Regions from separate parts of the Mus musculus genome. Here all the other regions are linked to region 3. A link is a contact called in public Hi-C and Micro-C data. All regions are on one chromosome and are shown on one strand. Each heading gives the region's core, a stretch centred on a gene start, on an enhancer-like site or on the middle of the called end of the contact. The rest is flanking DNA. Distances are from core to core; before and after follow the strand shown.

The links. Hi-C and Micro-C count contacts between places; a contact is called where the count stands out from the background.
Region 1: a Hi-C map of germline stem cells shows a contact between it and region 3, with 2.0 times the contacts expected there. The contact joins the promoter of Ank2 here to the promoter of Neurog2 in region 3. A contact is called at or near these places in 2 of 484 Hi-C or Micro-C datasets (embryonic stem cells and germline stem cells) and 2 of 9 other capture datasets (adipose tissue and liver).
Region 2: a Micro-C map of embryonic stem cells shows a contact between it and region 3, with 3 times the contacts expected there. The contact joins the enhancer-like site here to the promoter of Neurog2 in region 3. A contact is called at or near these places in 1 of 39 promoter capture datasets (embryonic stem cells), 1 of 15 datasets of contacts at CTCF or cohesin (embryonic stem cells), 14 of 484 Hi-C or Micro-C datasets (Th1 cells and embryonic stem cells) and 6 of 115 datasets of contacts at active chromatin or transcription factors (embryonic stem cells, epiblast stem cells and stem cell-derived epiblast-like cells).

What each region holds. Positions count from the first base shown.
Region 1 is chr3:127,497,196-127,500,680 of GRCm38.p6, forward strand. It overlaps Ank2 (ankyrin 2, brain), which reads right to left and starts at 1,920. Exons shown (of 48, transcript NM_001327938.1): 1 at 1,473-1,920. The coding sequence starts at 1,544.
Region 2 is chr3:127,450,510-127,454,021 of GRCm38.p6, forward strand. All of the region lies in intron 1 of Ank2 (ankyrin 2, brain), which reads right to left. Among named protein-coding and RNA genes, the nearest start is that of Gm35535, 19 kb to the right of the region's middle. Within about 2 kb of position 1,907, at least 25 of the 459 cell types and tissues checked have an H3K27ac peak or open chromatin away from gene starts, as enhancers often do. A contact at or near this core is called in embryonic stem cells and epiblast stem cells, where this site is marked.
Region 3 is chr3:127,631,284-127,634,452 of GRCm38.p6, forward strand. Neurog2 (neurogenin 2) reads left to right here and starts at 1,853. Exons shown (of 2, transcript NM_009718.3): 1 at 1,853-2,174; 2 at 2,445-3,169. The coding sequence starts at 2,446.

The DNA of each region.
Region 1 (3,485 bases), core at 670-3,169, 130 kb before region 3:
AAACAGTAGCATCATATTCATTCTTACATGCATAACTACTTCTAACCCAGATTTAATACCTGTTCTCACAATTCCAAAGGGAAAAAAATAACTTGAAGTGCAATTTAAAATACTATCATAAAACTAGAATCCTGGCCCCATAAGGATTTCAAACTCTAGCAATTCCTTTGGAAACAGACTGACATAAAAAGAAATTCTCGTTAAATTTTAGGTATTACATTTAAAACCTCCATTAAAAGAGTATACCGTAATGCAACTCTACCTAGAGATATCAGGGGCCAAATGAGACAAAGACCTTGTTAAGTGTTAACCAAATTTTCCTATCATCCATTCATAAATTAGGGGGTTCTGAGTGTTCTTCAAAAAGTTCACAGTACTAGGAAAGACAGCATTCCCTTCTGTTGGGAATTACCTTTCTGTCTAATAGTAACTATATAGTTACTCTGTTTCTAAATAGGAATCCAGTTCTCTTTGGTAGTTCCTTCCTTGCCATTAGCAAATCACATCTCAGAATAAAATGCCATCTGAACAGGCAGGAGGGCAACCTTCCACTGTGAGGACCTAAGAGCTAAGTGAGGAGGAGGTCCTGGCTATGGTGGCAGGTGCAGAAAGCCTAGCCATGAAATCTCAGACCACTAGGGAGTGGAGTACCACGCTCCCAACCCCGTCAGCCCCCACCACACTTAATTTTTAGAGATAGGGTCTTAACTATGTAGCCCCAGTTGTCCTGGGATTTCCTAGGCAGACCAGGCTGACCTCAAACTCACATGGACTCTCCAGCCTCAGCCTCTGTAGTGCGTGGGCCGCCATGCCGGAGGACCACTACTCCCTTTTAAAATTATTAAAGTATATATAACATAGACAGAAAAATAGGACTTATTCAAACAGCCAGACAAGTGGGCAAGCCCTTGTTGCGGTGCTGGAGGGCTGGGCAAACTGTGAGTATCGATGCAGGGCGAGCATGAATACCTTCCCTACCACTACATGACTGCAGTTGTTGGGGTAGCCGTGTTGAAAGTTGAAGTCCCTTCTCTCCTGTGGGTGAGAAGCCAGCATTTGCAGCCACCCCTGGCAAAGGTCCTAAGAAAACTCCATTCAGGGCTACAGCCCCATCCTAGCACCCTGAGTGGCTTCTAACGGTATAGCTCTGCAGTGGGTCATGTGACAGCTGGGTGTGTGCCTCCTTGCAGCGCAGAGAGATCAGTTTGCGGGTGTGCCTGAGTGTGTACGGACAGAAGTTACACGCCTGGTTTAGGAAGGCGCGCGCGTGGGGGTTGGGGGGTTGAGGGGGCGTGAGTGCAAAGTGGACGTTGAAAAAGGTTTCAGGAATACTCCTGGGCCAGGCGAAGTGCACAAGCTCGCATGAATGGGTTCCCTGTGGGGCCAGCCCCTGTCCCCTGAAGTCGATGTCCCGGTCCTTGGGGGAGGCGAGGACCTGGGGGACAACCCCCCCCCCGGCACCCAGCACCCACCTGACGGATCCGCGGGGGGTTCTGCGGGGTGCAGGCCCCTCCCTCCGGGCCAGGGGAGGTGGGAGAAGCCATGTCCACGCTCTCGGAACTCCTTCCCTCGGTCAAGTCCGGCTGTCCCGCGTGTCCTCGTCTCTTCCGCTCCCGGCCTGCGGCGTTCGGGCTCACCCGGGGACCCGCGTGCTTCTAGGCGACCGCAGAAGGTCGGCCTTGGCCGCGATCGCCCGTGGAGACCTGCTGCCCGAGCCCACCTACCTCTGCGCGAGGTGCCGTGGGGCCATGGTGCGCCGAGTGGGCTGCGGGCTGGGCCGGCGACAAGCGCTAAGCGACTGCTGCTGGTGGCGCGGGGAGAAAGAGGAGGGCTTCTTCCTTCGCCGCGCGCCGGGAGAGCGATGAGCTCATGGACAGCTCCCAGAAATATGTCTATATGCACCACTGCCTGCCGGAGCTCGCGAGGTGGGTGGGGATAAGAAGCTCGGCTGCGCTCCCGCAGCCCGGGAGACGTCCCCCGGGAGGCCCGGCTGCTGCTCCTCCCTGCCCCGCGCGGGCCCGCTCCGCTCCCATTCACTCTCACACCCGCTACACGCCAGATCTCCTGTCCGCGTGGGCGAGCCACCCACCCACCTCTAGCGCATTCTTTGTCCTTCCAACCACTCCCTCCCAATGAGGAACAAGTCATTTATATGAAGTGACCAGAATGTGGAATACCTCTGTGACCTTAGCTCCTGTCCAATGTGAACTGAGGAGGGTGAAATGTCACAATCTGTGTATCTTTCACGCTTTGGGCGTTTCCTCTTCCCCACCTTTTCCTTGATGAGAAAGAGCCTTCCAGCTACTCTTCCCGGTGATGACTTGGCTGCCTTTTCTCTAAGGTACCCTGAACACTTGCATAGATCCTGAAAGAGTTGGGACCCAAAGGACCAGGTTTAGCAGACCGGCGCAATGGCTGTGGCACAAGTCATGCGTGCTGCGGGATGGCTGGCCTACTTTGCGTTGCTGCTTCCCTGGAATAAAGCTGGAACTACCAGGAGTAGGGAAAATCGCCATCCAAGTACCTCTTTAGTGATGTCCCACTGAGATGGAAATTTCATTTGTTTGTTTTTAATAGCAGCAAGAGCTGGAATGTAGCTCAGTATATCACATATTTGCTTGCTATGAATGAAGCCTTGGGTGCGATCCCCAGCTATGGATAAACTAGGCGTGGCTGTGCATGTCTGCCGTCCCAGTACTTGGGAGGCAGAGATGGAAAAATCAGAAGTTCAAGGTCATCTTTGGCTCTACAGTGAGTTCGAGGCCAGCTTGTGGTACATGGGACCATGTATAAACAAACAAACAAACAAATAAATAAATAAAATCTAGCAAAATGACTTTCATGAGACGAGTTGTCCTCTCTCCTGCCATTTATTTTCCATTTCCTATGAATCTCCACACGGATATATCTCCAGCTTTAACAAAAGAGAGCCGAGCTCCATGGTCCGTGCCTGGAGTCCCAGCACGGTTAGACTGAGCCAAGAGCATCCTTGCACAGAGGGACTAGGGGACAAGCTGGTTACCATGAGAAGACACAAATGGTCCTGCAACCCAGATGGACAAATCCTCAGAAATATCACTAATTATTGATGCTCTTGGGTCCCAAATTTGATCATCTGTAGATCTTATTGATTTTTACAGTTCAATCATATCTGCATTTTCTCTATTCTTCTCATTCACACCACCATCATGGCTCAACATTCTAATACACACAGCATAAAACCGGGCTGCATGTTCGCACCTGTGCACTGCACAGCTTGAAACAGATCTAGAAAGAGAAATGTCGTGTCTGGGACACGACAGCCTGCCCTGCCTTTCCCATCTTCCTTACTGCATCCCTTCTGTGCACTTTGCTCCTCTTGATGGGATTTGTATTCACTTGTTTATCCTTTGAGGCTCACCTAGGACTTGAAGGCAGAGTCCACGAGAGCACGGCCGAGCACCTTTGGATATTATTATATCCAGAAAATGTTAAAGATCCGAGAA
Region 2 (3,512 bases), core at 657-3,156, 180 kb before region 3:
TGTAAACAGCATTGTGTGGCATCAGCAAAGAGGAACTCCAACGGAAACACAGGACACTGAGACACAGACGATGTCCCTTCAGCCAATGCTCCTCCAGTGACATTGCAACAACCCAGGATGGCTCTCCATCATCTGTTCCCAGTCCTGGGCCTTCCAGATCTCCAGATCGGTGCCCCGACGTGTTCCCTGGGAATCCCCCTCAGTATCACCTACTCACCAGGGATATGGAGAACGGAGCGAAGGCAGTTAGGATGATTTCTGATGTTCTGCCCATTGGTAAATGGGCAAAGAGCACAGAAACATAAATATTCACAACCAACCTTATGTCTGCACAAGTCAGGGGGGCTGAGTCAGATGGAGGTGGTGGGAAGACAAATTGGCAGAGGGGAAAGAAGGAAAAGGAAAGGGGAGAGGGGGAGAGAGAGACAGAAGGGTGAGAAGGGAGAAATTAACTACCTGTTGTTAGTTCATACAGCACTGATAGAAAAGGAAAGAAAACCTAGTGTAAACTGCTGTAGTCATCCAGGAATGTTGGGTTGTTCTCAGTTCTCTAGAGAAATAAAATCAGTAGGAAATGCATACATGGCTGTACATATGAAGAAACTGGAATGGGATTGTGTGACTATGAAGCCTATACCCCAGAAATTTTCATCTGCAAGCTGGAAAAATCCAGGAAAGCCAAGAGTGTAAATTCTAACCCAAATGCAGAGAGACAGGACAGCTCGAGGTGTCACTCATTCCCCTAAATTCCCCTAGGGGGCAGCACCACCCCCTGCTCCCGCTGCCTTGAGGCTCTATGCAACTGAACATAAAATGAACTAGAATGAAGGGTCTCCATTCCAACATTACAAATTCCCAGGATCCACAAAGACCTAATAAACGCTACTTTCCAAACCTGGTTTGGGAATTATCCTAGCTGATCTGAGTCTTCAAGAAGAAGTGAATTTGATCTCCTGGCTTTTAGCAAAATGTGGAGGGAAGAAAAAAAGTATAATTCCAAGAATCTGATACAACAGAAGTCACTCTATCATGACCTATGAGAACTGTCTGCTACCCCCAAGGCAAGACCCACGGCTCTAAATATGTTTTATGTGCTGTAATAAAAGGTGTACACACCTAGTCTTAATGACCTTTTCAGTTGCTTGGTTTTATTAAGCTGGCCCCCTTCCTTATTTTGTAAGTTCAGGACCAGAAGTGTTCTAATTCCTGTGAGCATTCATGTAATGCAGTCAGATTGCGCCAGGGTCTGCTGTCTGTCTTCCCCAACATGAATCTGCTGTCCTAGGTGCACCTAACTCGTGTGCCAGTCTGTTTTTGCGATGCCGGGGAAGATTCAGTGCACTGTGCGTGCCAGACAAGCACTTATCACCGAGCCATCTCTCCAGCCCCACTCACACATTCTTTAAATTGTTGGGGAGGGTTGGAGTAGAGACGGGGTCTTGGTAATGTAGGCTGGCCTCAGAGTCACTGTGACTCTGACTTCCTGGATCTCCATCTTGGTCCTTCACTACCCAAGTGCTATCAGTAGAGCACACAGTACCCAGATGTCGGCCACTGCACCTGGTTTCTGTGGCCTGGTCGCTATTTTAATTTAGAGCTGAAATGGGGACCTGGTCCCAAACAAGAAACCAGAGCGGAGTCTTGGGATTTCCAGTGAAGAGACTGACTGTGAAATACCAGGAGTCAGAAGAAACATAATTTCCAGCGGGGGAAAAAAAAGCAAAAGTGTATTTAAATTTCAGCTTTGCCCCCACCTCCCAGACGGGGTTGCGACTGCCATGACCTAAATGAGATTTTTTTTTTAATGCTTTCTGTTTTATTTATGTGTCCATGTATGTGCAGCTGCATGTGGCCGCACATGTACATGCCAGATACTCTCAAAGACCAGAAGAGGGCATCGCATCCCCTGGAGCTGGAGTGATTGTGAGCCCCTCATGTGGGTTGCTAGCTATTGAACTCAAATCCTCAGTCAGAGTGGTAAGTGCTCTTAAACCTCTGAGCCATCTTTCCAGCCCGGGGTTCGCTTAAGACTGAGATACAAGCCGGGCGTGGTGGCGCACGCCTTTAATCCCAGCACTCGGAAAGCAAAGGCAGGCGGATTTCTGAGTTCGAGGCCAGCCTGGTCTACAAAGTGAGCCCCAGGACATCCAGGGCTATTCAGAGAAACCCTGTCTTGAAAAAACAACAACAACAAAGACTGAGATACACAGATCTCAGTTCTGGCTTCTGAGCTGCAGCTGTGCCTTGCTGCCGCTGTGCACGGGCTTTCCATTAGTGGCATTAAAGGGAGCTGAGGAGAGTGGAGTCGGGAAGACTGAAGGAGAGATACAGGAAATTCCCTCGAGATTAAGTCTGTGAGCCTGGAGGGAATGATTTTTGTTCCCTGTAAAAGAAATTGTTGGGAGATACATCTGGGTGAGCGGACCTGTGCTCCTGAAGGCCTGGAGGACTTTTAGCTACCAACTATGTTTCCTCCCAGGAACGGAGCTAGGCAGGAAGTCAGCCTTTAAGGGAGGGATTCTATATAAACTTGGGGAACGAGAAAATCCACAATGTCCTAAGGACGATTCGCAGAGGTAAACAGAAGTGTTCTATGGCTCCATGAGAGCCAAAAGGAGACTATTAAAGAGACGACAACCACAGACAGAAGGGATGGGCGCCAGTTTGCTTTGAGAAATTGGACTGTAGGCCTATCTTCTACCTCTGCAAAATGCATTGTCCTGACCAGTTAAACTTCCAAAATGGCTAAGCAGTTGCCCAAAATTCAGTTCAAACAGCCACTCTAAACTGCTTTCAGGCTCTAAAATTAGCAGCTGCTGGGCGTGGTTGTGCACACCTTCAATCCCAGAACTCCAGATGCAAAAGTAAGCGTGAATTCTGTGAGTTCCAAGGCCAGTCTCCAAGTCTGGTCTACCCAGTGAGTTCCAGTTCAGTCCGGGCTGCACAAAGACCCCACCCACCCCCACCCTCACCCCGTCTCAAAAGAGAAAAGAAAAGAAACCTAGCAAGTGTTTTAACTATACATTCCACCTAAGTTGCAAGAGTAATTCATGGTAAAGTATTACTATTCCCATTCAATGAAGGAGAACATTGGCTCGAAGAGACGTAGAGCCACTGCCAGACAGACTCCCTCCTGACAAACTCACAGATTGACCTTGAGCTGGGGTCTACGTCTTTAATCGGGTTCAGCTGGACGATTCTGCTCCAGTATTTTTTTTTCTGTTTAATGTTTTTCTTAAACGGACAGACAAGTCATGCACGTTCCGAAATGATCCCACAAGTCATTATTTAAGTCCAACTTAGCACTTTCTTTCTATAATTTGCAAGTTTAATGCTCTCTAATGAGATATTGAATATGCATAGAATTAAACTATCAAGTAATTAAGCATTTGCAAAACAAACTTCAGCTTTAGCACAAGTTCCTGCCACAAGATGGCACTAGAAAGTCTATAGCAGGGCTGGAGAGATGGCTCTGTGGGTAAGAGCACTGACTGCTCTTCCAGAAGTCCTGA
Region 3 (3,169 bases), core at 603-3,102:
CAGTATCGTCTGTGCCTTCCCATTATTTCAGTCCTGTCTACAAGGGAAATTAAAGTGTTCCGAGAGGATCTAGCGGGAACTAGATGAAATAATGCTTTTACATTTAGGAAATGTGCTTTTTTTAAAGGGGGAAGAAATGAAAGTTTGACAGAAAATACTGGAGGTTGGGGTGCTGCAAAGATCCAGACTATTTCCCTGGATGCTAATTTTGCTTTTCTTCGGCTCCACGCTCTCCAAATCCTGCTCCGTAGCCCTCTAAGGGAACTAAACACACGCAAACCGTGCCAATGCGAACAGTGCTCTGGCTGAACTCTTCTCTGAGATTCAGCTCATTTTCAGTCCCAACGAACTAAGGAGCCAGAGACCTGCGGATAATCTCTTTCTCTGGCTCTGGTGGACTGCTAAAGCCCCTCCCAAGACTCTCCTTTCATCCTCGCAAAAAAGGACCCCGCGACCGGTCCCAGATGACACTCAGGACTCACTCACTTCTGGGACTCTGGTTCTGCGTCTAGTGGTAAAGGGGAGGGACAGACAGCAATTCAGAACAAGTTTCCTCTCAAGTCCAGCAGGGAGCTAGAGCTCCTTTCTATTTTTTTTCTCCCCATTGAAAAGGCAGAATTGGGAGGACAGGCCCTATGTCTCAACAACGCCCCCCAGAGCGGAGCAGAGGTCATACAAGTGTCAGAGTGATCCACTCGCTCCTAGGAGCAGTAGCACGCCTGCCTTTGCCACCCACACAGGAAGCCACCTTATAGTATCATCTGGCTCTAACCTGTTGTTGGTACCCATCCCCTTCCGCACCAGAAGCCCCCCAAATTACGTCAAGGCGTGAAGCCTCACTGTGTCTCAGGGAAAATGGGTGTGTCAAGTGAGTGCGTTTATTTTATTTTATTTTATTTTATTTTTTTTTAATGCTCATCAATTGCTCTCCGACCAATTTCCCCTTCTAGGGGACGTCTCTGTGAACTCCTAATGTTTCCCAAACAGTCATAGACACGTTTCTCTAGAACTCAGGCACACTCTCTCACAACGTGCCTCCTGTCTGGCACACGTACGTGACCCCTTCCTTTTCCTAATTAGACTAAGGTGTTTTAAAACCCGTTTTCTAGTTGATACGGCCCCAAAGAGGCTTTGCCGAGACATGGCCGGCAGCACCACCAGGCTGCCTTCTCCGGGATTCTGACTCTCACTAATTCAAGGCTCCGGTCGCCCGCCCGTGAGACCCCGGCTGAGACGGGCGGGACGCGTATGGAGGACTCGGGCGGGAGCAGTAGTCGGGGTGCCCCCCCCCCCCCCCGCCATGGGCCCCCAGCACTCGGGCCCCTAATGAGCTGCTGAAAGGGAGCGGGCTCCGGTGCGCGTGGCTCGCAGGCCTCCCGGAGTCCCGGGAACACTGATTGGCCAGCTGCGCCTCGCGACCTCCTTTCATTAATAAATTAGCGGCACGCTCCAGCCGAGCGCGAGCCACCAATCACAATAGACAGCGGCGGCGACAACAGCCGCAGCTTGAGCCACTGCCGCCGCCGCGGCTTCGGTAGCTTGGGCTGCAGCCTGGAGCGCCAACAGGAGCTTTAGAACCATTTTATGCTGATTAGATAAAGGGGGGACGGAGGGGCGGGGGTGATGGAGGAGGAGGATGGATGGCCAGGCCAGGGGAGGGGGAGAGGGACTAAAGAAAGGGAAAGAAATGAATGATGATAATACGATGAAAAGAATAAGCTGGGGAGGGAGAGCGGGGGACCAGGACAGGCGGAGGAGGAGAGGGCGGGGGAAGGGTAGGTGAGGAGGGGGCCCCGGGGCAGATCTGATTGTTTTCTTGGTGGTATATAAGGGGTTTTAAGGAGAGTCGTGTGCCAGACACGCAGCCACTGAACCACAAGCAGCTCGGCTTTAACTGGAGTGCCTTGGAGTCGCGTGCCAGCAGCCACACGGCCAGGGACTGACTGACAGACAACCACGCACGAGAACGACAACACACGAGACTCGGGCGAGCTGCCGCGGTCGTCCGGGCTCTTGGCAAAGTCGCCCAGCCGAGAGGCCCCCCCGCGGAGGTGCGCCTAGGAAGCGCCAAGCCCGCGGCGCGGAGGACACCGTGCTCGGTTCCGGGCTGCGGGGACATTCCCGGACACACACCGGAGCAGCAGCTGCGCCGCGACACATCTGGAGCCGCGTAGGTAAGTGTGCATGCCGCGGCTCTCCACTTCGCAGGCAGTGTCCCCACGCAGGCTCACGCCGCCCACGCTAACTCCATCGCTCTAGACGCAGTGACTTCTGTGACCGGCAGAAGGTGGCTCGAGCCCGGGGCGCTCCTCCCCAGCTCTGTCCTCGCCATCTTCGCGAATGCACATTGAGGGAGATGGAGGGGGGGGGGGCGGGGCGCGGCGCCAGCGACACTTTACCCTGTCCATTCTGGGAATAAATTTCATCTGCCTCTTCTTTCTCAGGATGTTCGTCAAATCTGAGACTCTGGAGTTGAAGGAGGAAGAGGAGGTACTGATGCTGCTGGGCTCGGCTTCCCCGGCCTCGGCGACCCTGACCCCGATGTCCTCCAGCGCGGACGAGGAGGAGGACGAGGAGCTGCGCCGGCCGGGCTCCGCGCGTGGGCAGCGTGGAGCGGAAGCCGGGCAGGGGGTGCAGGGCAGTCCGGCGTCGGGTGCCGGGGGTTGCCGGCCAGGGCGGCTGCTGGGCCTGATGCACGAGTGCAAGCGTCGCCCGTCGCGCTCACGGGCCGTCTCCCGAGGTGCCAAGACGGCGGAGACGGTGCAGCGCATCAAGAAGACCCGCAGGCTCAAGGCCAACAACCGCGAGCGCAACCGCATGCACAACCTAAACGCCGCGCTGGACGCGCTGCGCGAGGTGCTGCCCACCTTCCCCGAGGATGCCAAGCTCACGAAGATCGAGACGCTGCGCTTCGCCCACAATTACATCTGGGCGCTCACCGAGACTCTGCGCCTGGCGGACCACTGCGCCGGCGCCGGTGGCCTCCAGGGGGCGCTCTTCACGGAGGCGGTGCTCCTGAGCCCGGGAGCTGCGCTCGGCGCCAGCGGGGACAGCCCTTCTCCACCTTCCTCCTGGAGCTGCACCAACAGCCCGGCGTCATCCTCCAACTCCACGTCCCCATACAGCTGCACTTTATCGCCCGCTAGCCCCGGGTCAGACGTGGACTACT